Regions from separate parts of the Danio rerio genome. Here region 2 is linked to region 1. The links are chromatin contacts, called in public Micro-C maps. All regions are on one chromosome and are shown on one strand. Each heading gives the region's core, a stretch centred on a gene start, on an enhancer-like site or on the middle of the called end of the contact. The rest is flanking DNA. Distances are from core to core; before and after follow the strand shown.

Evidence for each region. A called contact is a pair of places that touch in the nucleus more often than the background predicts.
Region 2: a contact with region 1 is called in a Micro-C map of caudal fin, with 6 times the contacts expected there. The contact joins the promoter of fer here to the promoter of tmem232 in region 1. A contact is called at or near these places in 2 of 18 Hi-C or Micro-C datasets (caudal fin and embryo) and 3 of 4 datasets of contacts at active chromatin or transcription factors (caudal fin, embryo and gastrula embryo).

What each region holds. Positions count from the first base shown.
Region 1 is chr5:62,294,752-62,299,007 of GRCz12tu, reverse strand. tmem232 (transmembrane protein 232) reads right to left here and starts at 2,097. Exons shown (of 13, transcript NM_001100053.1): 1 at 1,916-2,097; 2 at 1,651-1,762. The coding sequence starts at 2,049. tia1 (TIA1 cytotoxic granule-associated RNA binding protein) reads left to right here and starts at 2,778. Exons shown (of 12, transcript NM_212628.1): 1 at 2,778-2,985; 2 at 3,936-4,032. The coding sequence starts at 2,957. trnag-ccc (transfer RNA glycine (anticodon CCC)) reads left to right here and starts at 2,465; the gene lies at 2,465-2,535.
Region 2 is chr5:62,565,982-62,570,185 of GRCz12tu, reverse strand. fer (fer (fps/fes related) tyrosine kinase) reads left to right here and starts at 1,962. Exons shown (of 19, transcript XM_073951505.1): 1 at 1,962-2,534.

The sequences.
Region 1 (4,256 bases), core at 848-3,347:
AGCTAATTCATGATTAGTGCGTACCTTAACTCATCATTAATTCATAATAAACTAATGTTTAGTTTACATATTCATACATCATTATTCATGTACTGTTATTGCAAAGTGTTACCGATATATCTGAGTGTGCTGCGGCCTGTGAGATACTTTTAAAAATAAAAGACTACCAGTGTTGTAAACAACCTAAATCTAACTGACCAGAGTGCTTCTTCACACAACGGACAATTTAGCCTACCCAATTCACCTATACCACATGTCTTTGGGGGAAACCAGAACACCCGGAGGAAACCCACACGAAGGCAGGGAGAACATGCAAACTCCACATAGAAACAACAACTGAGTCAAGGTTCGAACCAGCAACCCAGCGACCTTCTTACTGTGAGGCGACACCCCTACCCACTGTGCCACTGCCTCGCCTTTCATGACGGTTTATCATATGCAATTTATCGATTAGTTTTTCCCCACAGTTGACACCAGAAACGTTATTTGATTAAAATGCAGCAGCTTAAAGTGTCTGGATAAGGATTCAAAGGCTTTTATTTTCATAAACTGTAGAGTAGACGTCTCATGTCAGAGCATTGTTTCTGACAAATTTCCTTCTGTTCACACCATAGACTGTAAGTTATGGGCATAGTATCCAGAAGTATTCAGATTCTGAAGTGCATTACAGGTCTAAAAAAAATTATATATGATAAATGATCTTAAGTAAAACAAATACATTTATAGATATGTATAAAAATTTCACTCACCTGGGAAATGGAGGCAACTTAAATGGTTTGTGAGAACAATTAAGTGCACACTGCATGCTAAAGTATCTGATAATTGTAGGAAATAATTTAAAAAAGCAACTGACTGTGTGAAGCCACATAAAACAACAAAAAAATTAGATATATATATGCCGAGTTCAGTTGCTAATCAGCCGGAATCAGCTGAGGTGACGAGATGGCGAGCAGTGAGACCTAGCTGTCGCTTAAGTGGGGCCCTTAATTATGCAGACTTAATAAAATTAAACGGTTGAGTTATAAAAAAAAAAATCACCCTCCTTACAGTTGTCATGAAGGGTATTAGCTATATGGACTAAAACCATCTTTATACCAGGCTGTAAACATGTTTTTATCAGCTGTAAAACTGGCAAATATACCATTGCAGTCAGAAATCATCTGGATTTCATGGACCCAACCCCCAAAGGCGAATTAATGAATAGCAGTTTTAGTTACTTCCATACTGGTTTCCCGAGGGAGTGTGGGAGGTTGCCGCTTGGTTCACACAGAGCAGCATTCGGGAAATTGTAATGTTACAACTTCTCTTTCCGGCAGAACATATTTACCATTATTTTTTTAAAGGGCCTGTTCACACATGGTCCGTTTCCAAAAGTCTGTTTGTGTGAAAGGGTCTATTGACTTCTATAGTATTAATTTGGAAATGGAAGTCAATGGTTGCAGGTTTTCATCTTTCTTAAAATTACCTTCTTTAGTACTAAACATAAAAGCTCATAAAGCTCTAAAACCGATTGAGGGTTTTATGTACAGGGATAATATGTGTATCATTTTTTATTGTAATACTGTATTGATATAATGCATTGTAGATTTGAATTAGCCTACTTTGTCATTATGTTTCTTCTATATAAATGTGTGTGAAACATTTTAATACCTTCCATCGACAAAGGAATTCTTTTGCAAGGTTTTCATACTTTTCCTGCTCCTTGCTACCTTGTACTTGATTGTATTTTTCAATAAAGTCTTCTGTTGTTTCAAGGGGATTTCTGTAAAATAAGAAAGAAAAGTCCTATTTACTGTCAGTTTTGTGTCAATACTACTACTACTACTAAAAATAATAATAATAATATAGTTGAATGGATAAATGGTTTATTTTTGGATAGCAAATCATTTACTTACCTTTTGAATTTTATACCTACCGTTTGATTTTTTTTCTTGCACTAACATTTCCAGTTTCTTCTCTCTTTTTTCTGTGGCGTTTTATTAATTGTTCGAGTTGAGATTGAGAAACTATTCCTAAATGATGTTTAATAGGAATTTTGAGTATAGGCATACTGATACATTCAGCAGTCAACCAGACACTGTACGTTGATAAAAAAGCACACAACGCAAAAACCTAGTTGAAAGGTTGCCATGGTTACTTTGTCAACAACACCATATAATTAAAATACATTTTATTTTATGAAATTAGAATATACACAACCTTTCAAATTGATTGCGATGCAAATGTCCTAAACGTAGACTGTGCTCGAAACGTTAATTTTGTATTATACATTTTCTGCCACCTTAAAATCCAATGGTTAATATGTTTCTGATCTAATAATTCACAATTCATAATTAGACAAAAAGCATTCTCCACGAGGAAAGCGTAATTTTGACAATTTTACTTAAAAAAATTCCCTTCCTGAAATATTCCCTTCATGGTTTGATCATCAATTATTAGGGACATTTACTCCCCTTCCCATAGAGCGCCGCTGGTGTAGTGGTATCATGCAAGATTCCCATTCTTGCGACCCGGGTTCGATTCCCGGGCGGCGCACTTACTTTTTGTCACGAATCTACGTAGTCTCCTACCTTTTTAAATCATATTACAATTGGTAACGTTACACGTCTAAACTAGCAATGTAATGCACAAAAGTTACGGTTTAATAAACAGTGCGTTAGCATTTGAGCACATTTTCAAAGCTTGCTTTTTTGTGCGCTTTGTACTTGGTACGCGCATGCGCGCTTGCATTTCCGGTCCGGCTCCTCCGCCATCTTATGTCGCCTTTCCATTGTTCATAACTGGAGTCAGCCGAGGCGGCATTTCACATTTACTCTCATTATAACAGGTTTGACGGAGATCAGAGAGGGTAACAACACTGGAAAAAGCGAGACACGGGTGGAACGCGAGATCATCTCACAATCGACACAAGAGGAGTTTCTCTCAGGGTTCGGTGTCTTAATTCTATCAGGAAAATATGATGGACGACGAGCAGCCCAAGACCCTGTACGTATATCGGCATTATACTCTAGTACTTTAGACAGCCAACTTCACATCATGCCAAGCCATAGTTTAAAAAAAACACTCTCTGCTTTGTCATTTCTCTTAACTGACGCGTAACGGCAGCTCTAAGCAGTCCTGACTGTGATGCTAAAGGAACTACAACCACAAAGCAGACGTGTAAAATCTGAGCCCCAAACAAAAGCCCTGAATGCTGGAATGAAAAATTCACACTAGATTTAGGGCTCAATATCGGGAGACAAAGGCCAGTCGTGTGATTTAAAGCATCTCGCACACCATGTGCTAGTTAGTGAGTTAATTTGGATAATTGCAGCAGGCCTTTAGAGGCCAGAGCACGGCGCGAGCACACACACTCGCACACTGCTGTCTGTGTTTGAGTGCGTGAAGTTGCCTTGTACTTACTGAAAGCTCATTGTCTTTACAGCTTTGGTAGACAAAGAATCCGTCTCATGCGTTCAGATATGTATTTATAACGCACAATGTTTAAACTGTTGACACTCAGCCCGAATGTAAATATAGATTAATATATGTTAAAATGGTTCTTATTTTGGTCTTATCAGACTGCTCGTATCCGACAGTGAGGGCTTTTGTTGCTGGCTGCGCGCTCGTGCGTGCTCCTCTGCTCTGTTTTGTCATGTCTTTGTTTGAAACCTGTACATACGATAATAATAAGCAGCTCGTTGCCGGATGGCTAATGAGGTTTTTAAGGTTAAGTAGCGGCCCGTGGGTCCTCATGCCTACCGAGTTCTTTTGTAATGTAGATTAGGCGGATCATTTTGATTCAGGTACTTGAAGATGCCACATAGTGCGTGCCTGGACCCCTATAATTAGTGTATCAGATTATAGATTTAAATAAAGGTTTCTTGAATTCAACAGGCCACTCACTCTTATTTGCTTATCCTCCTTTTTAATATTAAACCTTATTTTAAATGCAGGTATGTCGGAAACCTGTCTCGAGATGTGACCGAGGCCCTTATTATGCAGCTCTTTGGTCAGATTGGCCCCTGCAAGAGCTGTAAAATGATTGTCGATGTGAGTATATTTTAACACGTATATTAATGCAAGTTTTTGACCATCATTGTGATACACAAACAGACAGGCACACGTATGTATGTGTGTGTGTATATAAATACACACACACACACACACACACTGTGCCCATATTGAAATGCTCTTTTAGTAATGTTTAAAAGCAACACCTTATTTCCCCTTTTAATGTTACATATTAACAAGGTTTCTTTTTCAAAGACTTGATA
Region 2 (4,204 bases), core at 713-3,212, 270 kb before region 1:
AATTATGTTCCAGAGAGAAAGGGCGAGGCAGTGGCGCAGTAGGTAGTGCTTTCGCCTCACAGCTGGATTGCTGGTTCGAACCTCGGCTCAGTTGGCGTTTCTGTGTGGAGTTGCATGTTCTCTCTGCCTTCGCGTGGGTTTCCTCCGGGTGATCCGGTTTCCTACAGTCCAAAGACATGCGGTACAGGTGAATTGGGTAGGCTAAATTGTCCGTACTGTATGAGTGTGTGTTTGAATGTATGTGTGTGGATGTTTCCCAGAGATAAGTTGCGGCTGAAAGGGCAACTGCTGCATAAAAACTTGCTGGATAAGTTGGCGGTTCATTCTGCTGTGGCGACCCCGGATTAATAAAGGGACTAAGCCAACAAAATGCCGAAAATTAATGAATGAATGCTCCAGAGAGTTATAAAAAAATATATAGGTAGCATTTGACAAAGGACAGCTTCCAGAAACTTTCCCTGTTCAGTACTGGATTCAGCTAAAACTACTTAAAGAAGGAGCAGCTCTAAACATAATAGCAGAAAGTGTGGATTGTAAGCCTCAACCTGTAAGTATTTTTATTTAAAATTTATCTATTACATGCATAGTGTCTAGCATTGATGGTATGTTGTAGCAAGGATGTAAACAAGGATGTAAACAACAGGAAATGCTATTTGACACCATTAACAATTTAGCTACAAGTTCATATTTACCAGTATTTATCAAACAGTATTTACTCTAACTTATTTACACTTTGCTAGTAGAGGATCGACACTTCCTGGTGACATGGAACTGATCTGAGAATCACAGCACATTATTTTAGCTGACCAATCAGAGCCTCTTGAAGGCGGGCTTTCGGAGGAACTAGGAAATATGACGCCATTTTCATGTTAGCTGAGTAGCAGTATATAGTTAAAGACATACAAAAAAATATCATGTTATTTTTTATAACAAATGAAGCATACGCACACATTGTTTTGCACTTTATAAACACAACCAAACCAAGCCTTAAAAATACACTCTGGACCACCCTTTTAAGTATCTCTCTCTCTCTCTCTCTCTCTCTCTCTCAATTTAATTCAATTCAATTCGATTTAATTCAGTTCAGTTCAATTCAATAATCGCTTTATTGGCATGACAAATGTAACAAATGTAGTGTCAAAGCATTTATAAAGTTTACATTAAAAAGAACAAAATAATGTGTAACATGTATAATAAACACAGTAATTAGTAGTAGTTAAAAAATTCTGTCATCATTTACTCTTCCTTGACTTGTTCCAAACCTGTTTGAGTGTCTTCTGTGTTTATTTAGAAAAATGTATTTTATAAAATGTTGCAAACTGGTTGCCCATAGGCTATTTGTTTTTACTAATATGGGTGTAAACGGTTTCCAACATTCTTTAGAATCGCTTTTTGTGTGTTCAACAGAAGAAAGATACTCATAAAAGTCTGGAACCACTTGAGGGTGGGTGAGTAAAAAATGTTGAGTACATTTTTATTTTTGGGTGAACTGTCCCTTTAAGCCCAGAGTAATGAGTACGTACTGGTGCGTGTAGACTAGAGGAAATGTCGCCATCTTATGGTCGTTTCTATAATTAATTACATGCGATGGATATTTGGTATTCGTCAGACAGGCAGGCATCTGCTGACCATCCATTTAAAATCAACACTCACTGACTATAAGCTGTGACTATCTTTCTCTTTAAGTGAAGTGTTTCTAAAGTATATTAAATTGAGATTTTCAATCATTTTAGGAGTGTATATAATCGAGAAATCCTGCAGTCTCCTACTCCACACCCCTCGTGTCAGGTCAGTGAGTGACCATTAAATGAACACCTGTCCGCCTTCTTCTTTCAAGGAAAGACCTTTAAGGCAGGTACACACAGCAGTGATCATACTTGACCACACACACACAGGAACAGTTGCAGGGCTCGGAGGGTCGTGTGGTAAACGTCATAAGCCTGTGGCAGCGCTGGAGCTGAGCGGAAACCCCTCCCGAATCCCAACTCAACTCCTCCAACCCCAGTCAAAGAAAAGAGGAATACCGAGGAATCAGGAAACACGGACAAATACCACAGTACACCATTACAGTAAGCCGACGAGCTATTTTATTACATACGCTATTTTGTTCGCACGCAAATTGTGTTTAGTGCGCTGCAGGTCTCGGGAATGCGCGCTTGTGTTCAATTGTTTTGCTGTTTTTCCAAAGGAAAAGGCCAGGCAGCATTAGCAGGGCAGCGCTAGCAGCGGCTAACGTCCCACCAGCACAGGAAAGCCAATGAACATGTTCAGTAAGCGTATAAAATATGTTCTGCAGTTTGTCAACTGTCCGTCGTTGTTATTTGCGGTTGTTATGGACGTGTGAGTGTGTGCTGAATCTAAACGCAGAGTCGGCCGTCACTCTTATTAAACTTTTGACAACAGCGGTATGAACAACACAGCTAAACTGCGGTTTAATTACCTTGACCGACATAACCCATTGCAAATGAAGTCTGTAAGATCATTCTGTCACTGTGACGTTGAGGACGATTGAGAAGGGCTTTTATATTGATAAGGTAACTTTGAAAGAGTAAAATATTAACTAACGTTAATCAGTTTCCTCCCTACTTCCTTCATGTGATGCTCATAACTTATTTTAGGTCTAACATACTTTGCACATCATTACTTTACGGTTGTGGCATCAGATGATACTAATGTGTTTTATTGCAGAATGAAGGGGACATGAACGTTTGACAGGCAGATAAAGTTGGGGATTTTATACACGTACATATATGGAAGAACTTGAGAGACGATTTGGAAATACCAATTTATGGGTTTACTAGCCTGTTTGACTACAATTTTAATAGTTGTTTTCCTTTTAAAAAGTCTAATACAACTTTTAAATTACATCAACATTGATATTCAGAGTTTTAAAAAAGAAAGTAAAGAAAGAAAATGTCAAGCGGTCAAAATATCCAAATTGTTTGTGATTAAATACAATATTCCAAAAAAATACTAATTTCTTAATTTTCTCTATATACACTCACCGGCCACTTTAATAGGTACACCTGTCCAACTGATCTTTAATGTAAATTTGGCAGCAACTCAATGCATTTAGGCATGTGGACGTGGTCAAGACGATCTGCTGCAGTTCAAATTGAGCATCAGAATGGGGAAGAAAGGTGATTTAGGACTTTGAAAGTGGCATGGTGGTTGGTGCCAGGCCGGCTGGTCTGAGTATTTCAGAAACTGCTGATCTACTGGGATTTTTACAAAACCATCAACCATCTCTAAGGTTTACAGAGAATGATCACAAAAAAGAAAATATCCAGTGAGCGGCAGTTCTGTGGGCGCAAATGCCTTTTTGATGCCAGAGGTCAAAGGAGAATGGCCAGACTGGTTTAAGCTGATAGAAAGGCAACAGTAACTCGAATAACCACTCGTTACAACTAAGGTATGCAGAAGAGCATCTCTGAATGCACAACATGTCTAACCTTGAGGCAGATGGACTACAGGAGGAGAAGACTACACCAGGTGCCACACCTGTCAGCTAAGAACAGTAAACTAAGGCTACAATCTGCACAGGCTCACCAAAATTGGACAATAGAAGATTGGAAAAATGTTGCCTGGTCTGATGAGTCTTGATTTCTGGTGCGACATTTGGATGGTAGGGTCAGAATTTGACATCAACAACATGAAAACATGGCTCCATCTTGCCTTGTATCAACGGTTCAGGTTGGTAGTGTAATGGTGTGGGGCATACTTTAGGCCCATTGGTACCAATTGAGCATCGTGTCATCGCCACAGCCTTCATAGTATTGTTGCTTACCATGTTCATTCCTATATGACCAGAGTGTGCCCACCTTCTGATGGCTGCTTTCAGTAAGATAGCGCACCATATCATAAAGTGCGAATCATCTCAGACTGGTGTCTTGAACATGACAATGAGTTCACTGTACTCAAATGGCCCCAACAGCTACCAGATCTCAATCCAATTGAGCACCTTTAGAATGTAGTGGAACAAGAGATTCACATCATGCATGTGCAGCCGATAAATCTGCAACAACTGCGTGACGTTATCATGTCAGTATGGACCAAAATCTCTGAGGAATATTTCCTGTACCTTATTGAATCTATGCCATGAAGGATTAAGGCAGTTCTGAAGGCAAACGGGGTTCCAACTCTGTACTAGTAGTGTGTACCTAGTAAAGTGGCTGGTAAGCGTATTTGTGTCTAGGATAAATAT